Regions from separate parts of the Mus musculus genome. Here region 1 is linked to region 2. Evidence: chromatin contacts called from public Micro-C data. All regions are on one chromosome and are shown on one strand. Each heading gives the region's core, a stretch centred on a gene start, on an enhancer-like site or on the middle of the called end of the contact. The rest is flanking DNA. Distances are from core to core; before and after follow the strand shown.

Region 1 (3,426 bases), core at 915-3,414, 190 kb before region 2:
TGAGGGGCTTTGAGTGTTTATAGTCCTCCTCACTCCTGTTCACCCTGCTGTGTAACCGCCTCATTCCTGTTCACCCTCCTTTGTAACCGCTCTGCTTCCTGCTGCCCTGCCTGTCTCTTCCCGCCACGACAGAGGCTTACACCTTTAGCCAGGAGCCCAAACAGATTTTTTTCCTTCTGTAAGTCAGTTGCCTTTGGTCATGGTGTTTTATAACAGCAACAGAAAAGCAACTGATTTTGGCTTTCCATAGTATGACCTAGCTGAGTTCATATAATTCTAGCAATACATGTATAGTCATACGTGTATAGGGTTTCCCTTGGACAAATGAAAAATTTAAATCAACAAACAAAAGAGTTCTAGTTTTGACAGTACCAAGATATATTTTTTTCTAAAGGTTTAATTTGGTGATGGCTTTGGTAGAGTAAATTATAGAGAAGAAAAAGTTTGTGAAACAAGCTGTCCATCTCAATGGCAAGTTCGAAAAACCATAGACTTAAGCATTGACTCAGTACGTGTAGCTACCACGTAGATGTTTTTGGTGCCAGACTTACTTGATCCACCAAACTTTCTGTTTACAACGCCCATCACTGTGTGTACACCTTCCGAACTGTGCGCCTGGGTCTTCCACTTCTCAGGTCCCACAGCGTAACTCTGCACAGATGTAGCCTCTAACTATCATTTGGTACACTCCATCCTGCTTTGGGCACAGGACAGGGAGGGGACAAGGTTAGACACAGTGATCGATTTGGGGGCCACCTGCTATTCAGCAGGAATGAGTCTGGTGATGTTCATGCATCAGTTTCTCAGCCCATCCAAGGATTGAATTGTGCAGTTAGGATCCGCCTTAGACCTATTTTATAGCAATGAAACTAGGGCTTAAATTAATAATTTGCCAAGCCACCTTTACTTAGTAGTAAAGTCAAAACTTAAGTCAGAATTCCAGATAACAGAGCCCACAACTTTTTTAAAAAGATTTATTATTTATTTATTTATTTGAGTATGTACATACTGTTGCTGTCTTCAGACACTCCAGAAGAGGGTGTTGGATCCCATTACAGATGGTCGTAAACACCATGTGGTCGCTGGGATTTGAACTCAGGACCTCTGGAAGATCAGTCAGTGCTCTTAACTGTTCAGCCATCTCTCCAGCCAAGAGCCCACAATTTTGATCACAGTTTTTCAAAACACTTGTTTTTGTTTTTTGTTTTTTTTTTGTTTGTTTGTTTTTTGTTTTGTCTTACTTTGTTTTGTTTTAAATGAATCTAGAGCTGGAGAGATGGCTAAGTGATTAAAAGCACTGACTGTTTTTCCAGAGGACCTGAGTTCAATTCCCAGCATCCACATGGTGGTTCACAACCATCTGTAACCCCAATTCCAGGGGATCCAAAATGCCCTCTTCTGGCCTTCATGGACAAGAGGCACACAAGTGGTATATAGACATACATTCAGTCAAAACACTCGCACACGTTAAATAAGATATAAAAAACAAGCAAGCAAGCAAGCAACAACAACAAAAAAATCTAATTTCCTATACTCTCTGGGCGGGGGTGGGGGTGGGGGTGGGGTCCGGCCCGGAATGCAGCCAGGCTTCAGCATTCTTAGCCTGATAAGAAAGAACACTGGTATCCATTTATTACCATGTAGCAGGCTGGCTGTGGTGATGAATCTCTTGGCTCATGTGGCTGAGTATGATGGATGCTAAGAAAATCAAATCCCCCTCTTCGGTCTCTGCTTCCCCAAGAGCTCTCATCCGCTGTGGAGCTTGATGGTTAGAGAAAGAGTATTCTACACGGTGGGTTACCCACGGTGAGGTGCACAGGGGCCACGCTCCCCTGAATCACGTGTCTGTGTTCTGGCACTCAAGAAGTGGAGTCCACAGGTTTAAGGCCAGCCTGAGTTACATAAGAAGTTCAAGGACAATCTGGACGACATAGTGAGACTCTTTCAAAACAAACAAAACAGAGGGAGGAGAAAGAAGAGAAGAAAGAGGAGGAGACAGAGGGACCTAATACACTCTGAGGTGCTCCCATTTGTTGGAGGAATACATGCGGTTCCCATGGCCACAACCCACAGGGGCCCCTGCACAGATCCTGGCTACACCAAGCCTGTGTTTACAGAGGCCCAAACCAAGCCAACCAAACTCTAGCAGCAAAGGTCTCAAATAACAAGCCCAGAGTATATCAGAACCAGAATGACAAAAGACTTCCCTGTCTGCACCAGTTAGAGCCAGTATAAGGCCTACGGTGCTCTGGAGGCAGCCGAAGCTAGCTGATCTCATTTTAGGGAGAGCGTGAGCCAGGCTAGGATGCTGCCTCCAGACGTCGGCTTTTCCCAGGGAAACCCATCACTGTGTCTTTTATCATTTCGATTCCCGATATATTGACCTTTATCCCTCATACCTTAGACACGTAGGGGTGAGGAACGTTCTTTATAATCCCTGGTGACAGTCCAAGAAAATGTCACTCCCAGTCCGCTTGCTCTCCTGGAATCTGGCAGGGCCTGTCTCCATCAATCAGGGCACCTGGAGGTAACGGTATGGTCTTCAGTTCCAAAGGGCATCGCCTTCCAAGAACCTCCATCTCTTCTGTCTGGGGGTGGGTCTGAAGTTCACTCCCTCACAGATGAAGTTCACTCCCTCTTCAGCCTCCTGGAAGCCTTCCAACCAGGTCTGATCCTGCATCCTGGGGTGTCACCCTGGATGAGAGTCAGAAGGAAGCCTACATGCCCCATAAACACCTTTGACCATGTTTTGGGCAAAAAGAACAGAACTGAAACGACCGACAGGGACCTTAGTGCTGTCACACGGGCTCAGTGTTGTAAGACATACGGGTGGTACGTGGGTTGTATGTTAATACATGCTAACCATAGCACCCTCCTCCTAAACACATGTGACAGCTGCTTCTATAACACATTGCAGGCAGAGGGGGAGGAGCCTGGTCTATACAGTTCTCTGCTCAATGAATGCCCTCTCCCCGATCTGAATCATTTCTAAACTGTGCAGCTAATATTGCTGCTTTAAAAAAAAAAAAAAAACCAAAAACTTAAAGAATGTGTGGCTTTCTACATAGAACCATTGGGATATGGGAGAGAAGGAAACAAAAGGCAGATCTCTCCCTTAGACACTTTCGCCTTATTTTCTATGTATTTATTTATTTGCTTCCAGCCTTCCCATTTTATTTTATATTGCAGGAAATAACAAAATACGAACATCCATGTACCAGATTTGCAGATTTAACAGATGCACCTATGTGTTTTTGTTACTGTAGAGCTGGAGAAGTGGCTCAGTCAGTAAAGTGCTTGCCCTGAAAATACTAGGACCTGTGGTTACTTCTCCAGTTCCCTGTAAAACCCAGATATAGCGGCCCCAGCCTGTAATCCCAATGCTGGAGAGACAAAGGAGTCCCTGGGGCTCGCTGGTCAGCCAGT
Region 2 (3,188 bases), core at 583-3,082:
CCTATGGATCTATAGGAGCAGAGAAGTTCCTGGGACTCAAGAATGTCTCATGGTATATACCCCATAGGAACAATATTTCTCAGGACATCTAAGGCCCCCTGGTGTCCTGGTGTGTCAATGTCTGGAATCTTGCTGCTACCTCCAGAATGTTGGAGGTAAGTCCACCAGAGAACATACACACTCCTTTTTATTTTTTTAAGATGTATTTATTTTATTTGTATGAGTACACTGTAGCTGTCTTCAGAAACACTAGAAGAGGGCATTGGGTCCTATTACAGATTTTTTTTGTTTTTTTGTTTTTTTGTTTTTTTTTTTTTCCCTCACTGTAGAGAAGAACGTTAGGACAAGCAATATGAAGCAGAGTTGCAGTTTATGACACAGATTAAGCACGGGGGTTAATACAAAGAGAGGCACTCTGGGAAAGTCTAATACAACTGTGGTGGATGGGCTTCTCAAGGGAGAGTCGCATCTGTGGACCCTGTGGCTCTCTCAGTTACATTGTCCCCCCCACCCTTGTCGTCCCCCGTCATCGTGCCCCCCCCGCCCCCCCCCCCCTGCCAAGACAGGGTTTCTCTGTATAGCCCTGGCTGTCCTGGAACTCACTTTGTAGACCAGGCTGGCCTCGAACTCAGAAATCCACCTGCCTCTGCCTCTGCCTCCCAAGTGCTGGAATTAAAAGCATGTGCCACCACGCCCCGGCCAGTTACATTGTTTAAAGAGCATAATTTACTACCCATCTGAAAAAGGTTAAACAAAGCTTAAACCTTAAGAAAAAGCTTTGTGCTTGTTGACTTGATTTCCTTCTGACTTTCCTTTTGTGAACGGAACTGTTCCCATGGCTCCTGGAAGTGTGTAGCTAGGTTTTAGACACAGTATCAACAGGTTGAAACTCAGGGTTACAAATCTTCTGACCCCAAGTGAGCACAGTATGGATGTAAGAAGAAACGAGAATGGAAAGAATGTGATTGCTCCTATGTATGGTAGAGGAGGAGGTTTATCATCATCATCATCATCCATTATTATTATCACTGAGGTAGGGTTTCTCTGTGTAGCCCTGGCTGTCTTAGAACTCACTCTGTAGACCAGGCTGTTCTCAAACTTTCAGAGATCTGCTTGTCTCTGCCTTCCGAGGGCTGGGATTAAAAGTCTGCTCCACAACGCCCGGCAGGAGAAGGTTTATTACAGATAAAAGGGACGGCATAATCAGAGGCAGGGACTTCCGGAAGAGCCTAGAGTGGACACCTGATTCTGAGCCATGTGAGAGGAGGGAGGACTCAGGAAGGGAGAGGAGAGAGAAGGGAGCCGGCTGTAATATCCAGGATGTCCAAAAGAGGAGCAGTAACCAAGATGGTTGGATTCTCTAGGGATGAGCAGCAGCCCAGTCAGCTGGACTAGAGAAGTTTAGGGGAGGGGGGAGGGCATGCAGACCAAAGGATTCTGGGAGAACCTGGGAGCCAAGTTCACTTTGATATGTTAAGAAGGCATCTCAAGCGTTTGTTTTTGCTATGTGTGAGCTGTCTTTAGGAACATATATTATCTCTGCAGATATGTGGCTTTTTACCAGTGGCATTGAGTGGTATTCCTTGACACTCATCAAGGAAGGCAACTGGCTCCCAGGTTCAGTGGATTGGCCCCATTCTACTTCATTTCCTTCTGTGCCTTCCTCCTCCTCTATGCTGTGGCCCCAGCTTTGGCGGGTTTCCAGGAAGTCAGAGATGGGTGGTGTGGCCCAAGAAACCAGAACAAACCAGCTTTCGCTGTAGCTGTAGCGGATGCCTCTTTCCTGTTCCGCTTTCTCGGAGCTGAGGTTGAGAGTGCAGAGTTCTAAAGTCTGAGAGAGTTTGGTTTCAGTTCCTGGCTCTGCTCTGAGCCTTGGCTCTGCTGCCTTAGAAATGCTAACAGGACAGTAAGAATCGAAACCTTGCAAGTGAGGCGGGCCCGGTAGGAGGGATCTCTTCATGCCTGCACACACAGCCTTCACTCACACCAACACCCTTGAAGGTCTTTGTCTCCTAAACGCTGGCCTGTTAGAAGAATACCAAGAGTGTTGCTATTTGTGCCTGTTACCCTCGGCCAGCACCGCCCCTGCCAAAACACTGCTTGTCTCAGTGTAGTGGTTCTTTGGGTCAATTTCACCACTTCTGGGAGGAATTGAACTGGCTTCAATGTGGGTATTGAAACTCGTTCATTAGGAAGAAAGAAAATATCAACCCGAGGCACCGAGAGCCTGGAGATGTGGCTGGGTTGGCAGAGGGCTGGCTTAGCCCTGGGTTTGAGCTCCTTCCTATACAGAGTGGTCATGAGAATCATCGCACACAGCTGTGATCATCACATGTAAAAGGTGGAGGCAGGAAGATAGATGACTCCGTACCAAAAACAAAACAAAACAGACAAAACAAAACCTAGAAGCTGAGGTATGGACGTCTGCCAGGACAGAGCATGCTGTGAAAGCCAATCAAGCTCAGTTAGCCCGAGCCCTCACGCCACCCTTCAGGCCTTTGCCGCAGGGAACATCTGCATGCACATCTTCTTTGTGATGCCTTTTAAAAAAATTTCCCCTTGGATAAGTTTATGTAGGAGGAACCGGTAATAAATATAGATTAAGTAGTATGTGTTTGCAGAAATCGGTAAAGCTCTTTTAGATACCTGTTAGGTCACAGGTCCTCCATTTGTTTAGAAATCAGCTCAAACTAGACTATAGGGTTTGTGGTGGTTAGAAAAAAGCCAGCCAGCATTTCTCTGGAACTTGTGAAATGGGCTTTCCATCCCCCCCCCCCCCCGCCCCCAAGAGGCCCTCCCCAAGCTGTGCACTCCCTTGTCTTTACAGCCCTATGCTTGGTCCTCCCTGAGGTCTTACAGCCCCCTCCCCACTCCCCGCCCCTCACACCTTTCTCTCCTCTAGACACTTCCAAATGCCTCTGGATTGTCCCCCCCCCCCCCAAAAAAAAACCCACAAAACAAAACACACCTTTCCCCTAATGGAGCAGTCATGTTGGCAGTTTCTTTACTGCACCCCATTGCATAGCATATGATATCAAGAAGAGAAAAGGTGCTTGTCTTACTTAGGATTTCTATTGTTAGGATGAAATGTCATGACCAAAAAGCAAGTTGAGAAAGAAAGTGTTTATCTGGCTCACGATTCCATATCACTGCTCATCATCAAAGCAAGTCAAGGACCAGAATTCAAA

Evidence for each region. A called contact is a pair of places that touch in the nucleus more often than the background predicts.
Region 1: a Micro-C map of embryonic stem cells shows a contact between it and region 2, with 2.9 times the contacts expected there. The contact joins two enhancer-like sites. A contact is called at or near these places in 2 of 484 Hi-C or Micro-C datasets (both in embryonic stem cells), 1 of 115 datasets of contacts at active chromatin or transcription factors (embryonic stem cells) and 3 of 9 other capture datasets (adipose tissue, embryonic stem cells and pancreatic islet).

Annotation. Positions count from the first base shown.
Region 1 is chr16:94,000,294-94,003,719 of GRCm38.p6, reverse strand. It overlaps a transcript of Cldn14 not described here. Among named protein-coding and RNA genes, the nearest start is that of 2410003I16Rik, 8.6 kb to the left of the region's middle. Within about 2 kb of position 2,164, at least 13 of the 459 cell types and tissues checked have an H3K27ac peak or open chromatin away from gene starts, as enhancers often do. A contact at or near this core is called in embryonic stem cells, where this site is marked.
Region 2 is chr16:93,815,190-93,818,377 of GRCm38.p6, reverse strand. All of the region lies in intron 1 of Gm30881 (a long non-coding RNA gene), which reads left to right. Among named protein-coding and RNA genes, the nearest start is that of Morc3, 15 kb to the left of the region's middle. Within about 2 kb of position 1,832, at least 237 of the 459 cell types and tissues checked have an H3K27ac peak or open chromatin away from gene starts, as enhancers often do. A contact at or near this core is called in embryonic stem cells, where this site is marked.